Regions from separate parts of the Mus musculus genome. Here region 2 is linked to region 1. Evidence: chromatin contacts called from public HiCAR-type data. All regions are on one chromosome and are shown on one strand. Each heading gives the region's core, a stretch centred on a gene start, on an enhancer-like site or on the middle of the called end of the contact. The rest is flanking DNA. Distances are from core to core; before and after follow the strand shown. Region 1 holds the start of Cdk15 (cyclin-dependent kinase 15). Region 2 has its middle 8.1 kb from the start of Gm51625.

Evidence for each region. HiCAR-type assays count read pairs that join an accessible place to other places.
Region 2: a contact with region 1 is called in a HiCAR-type map of embryonic stem cells, with 2.4 times the contacts expected there. The contact joins the enhancer-like site here to the promoter of Cdk15 in region 1. A contact is called at or near these places in 8 of 39 promoter capture datasets (embryonic stem cells, frontonasal cranial neural crest, macrophages and 2 more), 13 of 484 Hi-C or Micro-C datasets (the G1E-ER4 cell line, the N1E-115 cell line, bone marrow-derived macrophages and 5 more), 3 of 115 datasets of contacts at active chromatin or transcription factors (embryonic stem cells and extraembryonic endoderm stem cells) and 2 of 9 other capture datasets (adipose tissue and macrophages).

Annotation. Positions count from the first base shown.
Region 1 is chr1:59,254,867-59,259,596 of GRCm38.p6, forward strand. It overlaps Cdk15 (cyclin-dependent kinase 15), which reads left to right and starts at 2,040. Exons shown (of 14, transcript NM_001033373.3): 1 at 2,040-2,232; 2 at 2,950-3,090; 3 at 3,837-3,931. The coding sequence starts at 2,107.
Region 2 is chr1:59,374,100-59,378,829 of GRCm38.p6, forward strand. No RefSeq gene overlaps it. Among named protein-coding and RNA genes, the nearest start is that of Gm51625, 8.1 kb to the left of the region's middle. Within about 2 kb of position 2,147, at least 47 of the 459 cell types and tissues checked have an H3K27ac peak or open chromatin away from gene starts, as enhancers often do. A contact at or near this core is called in the G1E-ER4 cell line, cerebellar granule neurons, cerebellum and 1 more, where this site is marked.

The sequences.
Region 1 (4,730 bases), core at 790-3,289:
GTCAAAAGTTTAGCTGCTTTTGAGGTGTAACTGATTTTATGCCTAGTCCCTATCCATTGTGCATCATTGGTCTCTTACTTTCTCTCTCTAAGTGTCTCAAACTTTATTTAGTAAATCCTTGAATGGACTTGCCTTAGATCGTATGTAGCAAATTGTTTCTCTTTTTGTCTTTGTTTTGACTCTGGAACCCAGACTGACCTCTAACTCATGGCAATCGTCTTGCTTGTTTCCCAAGTGCTGACAATGAAGGCATGGACCCTATACCTTGCTTGCTTGCTTGTAGCTATTTTGAAATAAAACTTAAAATATATGCTCAAGGTTAATGTCTTAGGGTTTCCATGGCTGTGAAGAAACACCGTGACCATCGCAACTCTTATAAAGGAAAACACTTAGCTGGGGCTGGCTTACAGTTTCAGAGGGTCAGTCCATTAGCATCAAGGCAAGAAGCATGGTGGTGATGTGCAGGCAGATATGGTGCAGGAGAAAGAGCTGAGAGTTCTACATTTTGATCCACAGGCAGCAGGAGACTACTGGGGCTAGCTTGAGCATATGAGACTTCAAAGACCACTTTTACAATGAAACACTTCCTCCAACAAAGGCACACCTACTCCAACAAAGCCACACCTCCTAATGCCTTCACTGCCTATGGGCCAAACATTCAAATGTATGAGTCTATGGGGGCCATTTCTATTCAAACCACTACAATTAGATCACATAAAAGTAAAGATTTAACGGAGGAAAGTTCAGAAGTTAACTATCCAGGGTACTGTTGTGATAACACATAGCCCCCTTTCTCATATTGTTGTGTATGTTATTGTGATTGACATATTATGATGGAAATAATATTATGCACCTCTCATAGAAAAAGAGTTCTATCTACAATCACAGACTACAAAGCAGTTTGATCCAGATTAGATTCCTAGAAATGCCAAGTACTAATATAGTATTTATAGACACTAAACATTAATTATACTGATATGAAAGGAAGGGAGGAATGGGGGAATGAGGAGATATGTGCATGTACACACACATCACACTCTCACACACACCACACTCTCACAAACTCTCACACAAACACTCACACATATACCAAACTCTCACACACACCACACTCACACACACCACACTCTCACACAGTTTCTGTTTCCTCTTTATTTGAAATTTGAAAAGAATCTCATTATGTAGTCCAGACTAGTCTTGAACTCATCACCCTGCTGTTTCAGTCTCCAAAGTACTGAGATTACAAGTGTGCCACTGGGGGTTGGGGAGATGGCTCAACAGTTAAGAGCACTGTCTGCTCTTCCAGAGGTCTTGGGTCCATCATACCCAGCTCAAACTCCGCTCTCCACCCTGACTCTCCACTATTTGTAGAGTATTAGCAACACAGGTAATCACTAGTGTTTGAAGGAATAGCTTTGCCCTGTCAGACTGAGATTGACTTTCGTTTGGAGGCAGAGAAGGAGTCAGAATCCTCAGCTCTCTTTCCATACCACCGTTCTGTGGTTCCTTTGACTCTAAAAGTTGGCTAGTTTGCAAACTCATTTTAATGTTGGAAAAACCAATCTGAGTCAGATGGCTCTCATCTGCAATCCCGGGACTGGAGAAGCTGAGGCAGGAGGATTACCTCCACTTGGAAACTAGCTGGGCTGCTGGGAGAGACTGCCTCAAAAGAAAAACAAGTTTGAAACCCAAGAGGCTTTCAGATGAAAGCAAGGGATAGAACACCCCTCAGCATGACCACTTTAGCCCCAGGGTAGGCCAATAAACACTAGGGTTATGCACATTCTGGGAAAGCGAGTGTATCCACAGAACTGACTTGTGGCTGGAGTGAGAGAGAGCTTACTCCAGTGTGCCCAGTTGTATTCTCTCGGGCAGAGCCTCCTTGTTTTTGAGTGTGCACACATGAGCGCTAGCTGCTGCGGTTCTGATGCATTCTTTGCACTGATGAGCTAAAACTGCTGAAGTCATGAGACTGCTCCAGGCAGAGCCCTCGTGTGAGTCACAGAGAAGCTCCTCTCTGCTGACCTCTGGCAGAGGGGGAGCAAATGAGAAGAGGCGGGTGGGAAGAGGTTCAAGGGCGGGTTTTCTCCTTGAACCTGGGCTAGTATGGGTCAAGAGCTGTGTGCAAAGAGGCTACAGCCAGGATGCAGTTGCTACCACCGTTCGGAGGGAGGGGAGGCGCACAGCTGTCAGAGAAGCCAGCCTGGAAGCACCGAGCCTGCTGTATTCGAGGTACTCGTATCCCGGGAGGAGCATCTTTCTTTATTAGTAAACCAAGCAATTCAGACAGACACTCCCTTTTGTAACAGAGTCTTATTCCTCTGCGGTAGGTCTAAACTCATAAAAAGAAAATTCTATTAAAGTCACAGAGGATTTATGGTTGTAGTTATCAAGTTTGGGGATGTACTTGTAAACCAGAAGAGGGGAATAAGCCTTGGGTTTGGCCGCTTTTGACTTGAAATAGAGAAAGTGGTTCTTCTCTGGACGTCTCTGAGCCACTAAATTGCAGGGCTGAACTGTAGAGGGCAAGCTGCCATACCGGTAGGTCCGCTGTGGATTCTCAGTTTCAGTAATTAGCTCGTGATTATTAGCAGTATCTTACTAAATTATTCTAAGGCATTACATTAAGTACCAAGGAAGGTGGGCAGGTACGGAGGAAACTGAGTTAAATGAAGAAATTGGGAGACACCCTTAAGGAGACTGGGTTAAACTGTGTAGGTGAAGGAAAAATTTAGTATTTCAGTAATTGGTACCATGGTTGTCTCTAAGAGATCTGACTTTCAGGAAACCTGCCTTTCAGGGGTGTGGGAAGCTTACAAACAATCAAACCAAAAACAAACAAACAAACAAACAAACCAAAAACAGGCAAATAAAACAAAGAAAAGGTTTTGCCAGCCATCACATTGTGACTTTGTACACATTTTGCTCCTGTACGTTCTTTTCCTCTAGCTAACAGAAGCATCCAGTTCCACGGCTTCATTTCACCCCAGGGGACTGGAGGCTGCCAGTGCCCAGAAGTTGAAGAGTAAAAGGCCCCGGAGTAACAGTGATTCTTTTCAGGAAGAGAATCTGAGGCAGGGGTTGCCATGGGTGAGTGAACTGCTGACAGGCATCAAGGAGAATTTCATGGGTGCCTGTCTAGGGAAGCTAGCCCTCACCTTCCAGGGATGCCTGTGTGGGCTTGCAAGTGCACTTACACATAGACAGATACACAGACATACACACACATGCACACACAGAGAGACAGTCACACAGACACACATGCACAGGCACATATACAGACACACACATACACATACACATACAAACATGCACACACACACACACACATGCACAAACAGGCATGCACACACAACACTCAGACATATACAGGTACACATGCAGACAGACACATACACATACAAACATGCACACATACACACACACATGCACAAACAGACATGCACACACAACACACAGACATACACAGGCACACATGCAGACAGACACATACACATACAAACATGCACACACACACATGCACAAACAGGTATACACACACAACACACAGACAGACATACACAGGCACACATGCAGACAGACAGACACTGACACAGAGACAGACACACATGGACATGGACACAGACATATACACAAACACATACACATAGACACACACGAACACATACATACATACAAACATGCACACAGATAGACAGACAGACAGAAAGACAGATACACACACACACACACACACACACACACACACTGCTATCTAATGTCCCTAGGGAAAATATAAGTCATATTTTTTATGTGTTCTTTCTGTCTTCCCACCTCTCACCCCACCCTTTGAACAGAAGAAGAGCCTCCCTTTTGGGGCAGCCTCATCTTACTTGAACTTGGAGAAGCTGGGTGAAGGTTCTTATGCCAAAGTTTACAAGGGCATCAGCAGGTAAGTGACTCATGAAGACTTTTGATGAGGGCATCTCCTATTGCATTACAAGGCCAACTGACAGCACACACATTCAGTCTTTGGGACTGAGGCAGGACATCTGGAACAAAAGGATGGTAGACATGGTAGAGCATTTGTTTTGTTTTGTATGGTTTTGGATTTTTAAAAAGATTTTATTTTATTTATATGAGTATATTGTTGCTGTCTTCAGACACACCAGAAGAGGGCATCGGACTCCATTACAGATAGTTGTGAGCCACCATGTGGTTGCTGGGAATTGAACTCAGGACCTCTGGAAGAGCAGTCAGTACTCTTATATGTTTGTCTTTTTAAAAAATATTTATTTATTTATTTATTTATTTACATGTAAGTATTTATTTGTTTGTTTGTTTGTTTATATGTAAGCACCCTGTAGCTGTCTTCAGACACTCCAGAAGAGGGCATCAGATTTCATTACAGATGGTTGTGAGCCACCGTGTGGTTGCTGGGATTTGAACTCAGGACCTTTACAAAAGCAGTCGGCATTCTTAACCACTGAGCCATGTTGCCAGCCCCAGCATGGTGATTTTAACAGCCTTGAGAAACAAAACAAACAAACAAACAAACTAACTAACTAAAAAAACAAAAACAAAACAACAAAAAACCAAACGGAACCAATAAAAACCTAGCTAAAATCAACCACTGAAGAAGGTAGACTTTCTCCACTGTTGACCCCCCAAACAATTACTACCTTGTGAGAAAGCAAGTTGGTTTCTTTAAGGCTTTTCTTATTCTTTCCTAAATCTTTAAACTGTGTTCT
Region 2 (4,730 bases), core at 897-3,396, 120 kb after region 1:
TCATTTGTTCCTTTGATAGATATGCATGCTGTTTTTCAGTTTGGGGCTGCTGAATAATTGCTATGGACATTTATGGTCAAATTTTCATGAGGCCTGTTTTCCATCTCTTGATATAGATATAAAAGTGACTCATGTGAATGTTCTATGTTTGGCATTTTTGAGAACTACCAGCCTGTTTTCCCATACTTACTATCCTAGTTTCTATCGCTGTGATGAAACACCATAACCAAAAACCAAGTTGGGGAAGAATAGATTTGTTTGGCTTACACTTCCACATTATAGTCTGTTCCTAAAGTAGGCCAGGACAGGAACCTGGAGGCAGAAGCTGATGCAGAGGCCATAGAGGAATGCTGTTTACTGGCTTGCTTCCTGTGGCTTACTCAGTCTGCTTTTTCATAGAAGCCAGGACTGCCAATGAAGGGATGGTACCACCACAATGGACCGAGCCCTCTTCTATTTATCATTCATTAAGAAGATGCCCCAACACCAGATCTTATGGAGGCTGATTCAAATTGACATAAAACTATCCAGCACGCGCACACACACACACACACACACACACACACACATATATTTGCACCTTTAAAATATGAATTAGACCTGGAGGTAAAGTACTTTAATGTGGATTAGGTCCTGGGTTTAACCTCATAACACCAAAAATCAAAACTAAAGTGAAACAAACAGGTAGTGTTAACTCTTCAAATGTCTGGCTTCCCTCTCACACTGCACACAGCAGTATGTGCTTGTCCATGGTTGTGGCTTCATTACTGAACCAGAGCATCGTGTCCCTGATGCTCAAGCTGTGGCATCCTGGGACACCGCTGACCTTGGCTTAAAAGGCCCTCCCAGGAGAATCCCAGGTTCACTCCTCAGACTCATGGAGGAACAGTTTCCTTCTACCAGTCTCTTTTACTGGCTGGATGGGAGCTCTCATCCAAAAGGCCTGAGGTGGTTTGAAGGCTTAGTCCTCAGTTGGTGGGACTGTTTGGGAAGGATTGGGAGGTGTGGCTTTGCTTAAAAAAGGTGTGTCATGGGGGCAGTCTTTGAGGTTTCAAAAGGACATGACATTCCCATTAGCAGGACTCTCTCTCTCTCTCTCTCTCTCTCTCTCTCTCTCTCTCTCTCTCTCTCTCTCTCCCCCCCCCCCTCTTTCTCGATTATGGATCATATGTAACCTCCAAAACCATTCCAGAAAGCCTGCTGCCATGTTCCCTGCCATGATGGTCACAGACTTACATTCTGGAACTGTTAGTCATCAAATTAAAGTGTGTGTGTGTGTGTGTGTGTGTGTGTGAGTGTTTGTGTGTGTGTGTGTTTACAAATTGGCAGGCTGGAGAGATGGCTCAGCAATTAAGCACACTGACTGTTCTTGCAGAGGTCCTGAGTTCAGTTCCCAGCAACCACCGGTGGCTCACAACCATCTGTAATGGAATCTGATGCCCTCTTCTGGTGTGTCTGAAGAGAGTAACTTTGTACTTACATACATAAAATAAATAAAAATTTTAGCTGGGCAGTGGTGGCACAAGCCTTTAATCCCAGCACTCGGGAGGCAGAGACAGGTGGATTTCTGAGTTCGAAGCCAGCCTGGTCTACAGAGTGAGTTCCAGGACAGCCAGGGCTATACAGAGAAACCCTGTCTCAAAAAACCAAAAATTATAATAAATAAATAAATATTTTAAAAATAATTTTTTTAAAAAAAGAATAACTGTGGTTGGGAATGAATAAAGTTTGGCGGTTCTTCAAGATTACAAATTGGCTTGGTCATGGTGTTTTGTCACAGCAGCAAAACAGTAACTAAGACAGAAGCTCTGCTCCTTTTCCCAGCACACCCCTATCTACAGAATCATTCAAGTTTAGGGTAAAGGCCTGGAGTTTCTTAACCCGAGCAGCATGGGGAAGAAAAACCAAGTGAGGACTTATGACCAGAAGACCTAAGCAGTTCTTCCTCCCCTTGGTGGATTCCAGTATCCAATTCTGGGGAGGGGCCAAGGGATAAAGAAAGTACTGTGCTATTGGGTGGTGGTAACAAGCCTGTGGAGGGGAGTGCTGGCCCCCACAGCAGACCACCCACCTATTCTGTGCCAGCCACTAAACATCAGCCCTCTATTCATCCCCATCCTTGGGGAGGAAACCGTGGGCTCAGGGATGAAAACAATTGCCCTGCCTGCCCCAGAGCAGCGGAAGGCAGAATTGAGCAGAAGACAAACGAGGGTGAATCCCAGACCGCTCTGAGCCGGTTCACTAGCCCCGCGATCTGGACTCCAGATGCAGGCAGTGAACGCTTGGCCCCACGTGCTCTGGGAGAATCCACCGGACATCATTCAGTGGCCTTCCGACTCGAGCACCTGGCCCACCACAAGCGGGCAGCTGTCACTGCTATTTTGGAGGCAATCATATATTTTTAATGACCTGCAAAATCTCCCTGTGAGAAGGGAGGGAGAGTTGAAATTACAGCCAAGCAATTTGCATTGCGAATCAAGTTGTCCTCCCTCCTGCCCTCCACGAATATGCAGAAATAAATGCCTCCTAATGAACCCTGGGGGCCTGGGGCTTTGATATGCATTCTGCTGGAGGGGTAAAGAGTCCTAAGCAGACTGAGACCCAGCAGGAAGTTGGAGCAGGAGGCCAAGGCAGTCCTCTTCCAGCCTTGGAGGAAGGAAATTGGATTATCTTGCTAGCAGTTGGTGGTTTTCTATCGCTTAGAACCACAGATGAGAGCCTCTCCTAGCCAGAACTGGAGTCAGTGCTATTTAACCAGCAGGCTCCTGGCCCTGCTACACCTTCCCCAGGCTGGCTTTGCTCACTGTATGCCCCAACCAGACTCCCCAAGTCTTCAGGCACTCCAAAGCTTTTTATCTTTTCCAGGATTTAAGAAAACCTGCTGGGAGCTGGAGAGATGGCTCAGCAGCTGAGAGGACCAGCTGATCTTCCAGAGGTCCTGAGTTCAAATCCCAGCAACCACACGGTGGCTCACAATCATCTGTAATGGAATCTGATTCCATCTTCTGCTATGCATGAAAACAGAGCATTCATATACATAAAATAAACAAATAAGTGTGTGTGTGTGTGTGTGGTCTGTGTATCTATACAAGTCTGTGATACTGATGGGGCTGTGTTGAGTTTGTGTTGTGAGTCTGAGGGTGTATGGACTTGGTATTTGTGTCAGCTTTCCAGTGTTTGCCAGTAATGGTTTGTGTGGACTTGTGAAAGGGCGAGAAGAGAAAGCCTGTTCGTTGCCTTCCTTCTGGATAGCAGCAAGGTCAGCGCAGAAAAAGGGGCTCCACAGGAGATCACAAGGTCCCTGGAGCCCCCTCCCCCCAAGTCACACCCTTTCCGGGACTAAAGGCGCCTCCGGCTGATCCTTCCCTCTAAACATCTTGCACGGCCATGCAAGGCCCCTCCAAGTTTAGACAAATAGGTCTGGCCTTCAGTCAGCTGGCACCCAATCCTACCCACCGGGATGAGTAGCCTCAGCTGTCTGCCCACTTCCTCTTTAAGTGATAGCCTGTGGATGGCAGATCCACCACCTTGTGGTAGACACTTGTGTGTTAATAAATGTGAGAGACTGGCATGCGTGGACTGGTAACTACTCAGTGCTCTGGGGCCACAGTGTGACAACCAGTATTGGAAGAAGATGATTTAGCCTAGGGTCTTAGAGCATCTCCAGGTACAACAGGTACAGGCCCGGACTAGGGCAGTGCCCATGGGAATAACCCCATTCCAGTATCAGTAAAGTCTTTCAGGATTTCTTTATTGCTGAAGACGCAGTGAGCACATATTTTGGCAACATCCCTATCAAGGTGACCCTGGAGGCAAGAGAGAAAGAAAAAAAAAAGAGAGAGAGAAAGGTATTGTTTTTTAGAAAACCACTTGAGTCATCACATTAATTAAAAGTAATTGAGAAATGACTGGATTGTTTTATTTAGACAACACCAACATTTAGGCTGTCCTAAACCCACGTTCTTCTTCTCCGCCTCCCTAGGGCCGGGATTGCAAGTTCATAGCACCATGCAAGTGTTGGAGTTTGACTTAAATGAATTTAAATACAAGACGACATTGATGAGACAACCAGGAAGTTTTGAAACCTGGGTGGCTATCAGTTAATATTCAGGAATTATTGTTGATGTTTTTAGATGTAATAATAGTATTGTGCTTATGTTAAAGTCAAGATCGTCTTTACTGTTTAGAAAATATGCTGAAATATCCATGGATTAAATAATGACTTCAAATAATCTCAATAGATGGCAGTTTGAGAGGCAGCAAGGGTACCAAACATAATCGGCAGGTGACAGTTCATAAAGGGCTTGGATTTTTTGGTTTGTTTCCATTATTTGTTTGTTTGTTTGTTTGTTTTGGATACAAGGTTTCTCTGCATAGCCGCGACTGTCCTGAAATACATTCTGTGGACCAGGCTAGGCTGGAACTCAGAAATTGGCCTGCCTCTGCCTCAGGAGTGTTGGGATTAAAAGTGTGCACTACCACCACCACCACTGGGCTTACAAAGGGTTTTATTAGTACATCTTTTTTTTTGAACTTTGTTTGTTTGGACATTTCCACAGTTAGAATTTGAAGAGAAAAGAGACACACATTCTTGTGGAGATGCCCCTCGGAGGATGTTGTGCCCTGTCACCACATCACCAGGGCATGGTGATTCACAGGGGACCCTGGACAAAGGAGGAGGCCTGCAGCTGAGCAACACTCCCTGAGCCATATAAATCAACAAGTACAGC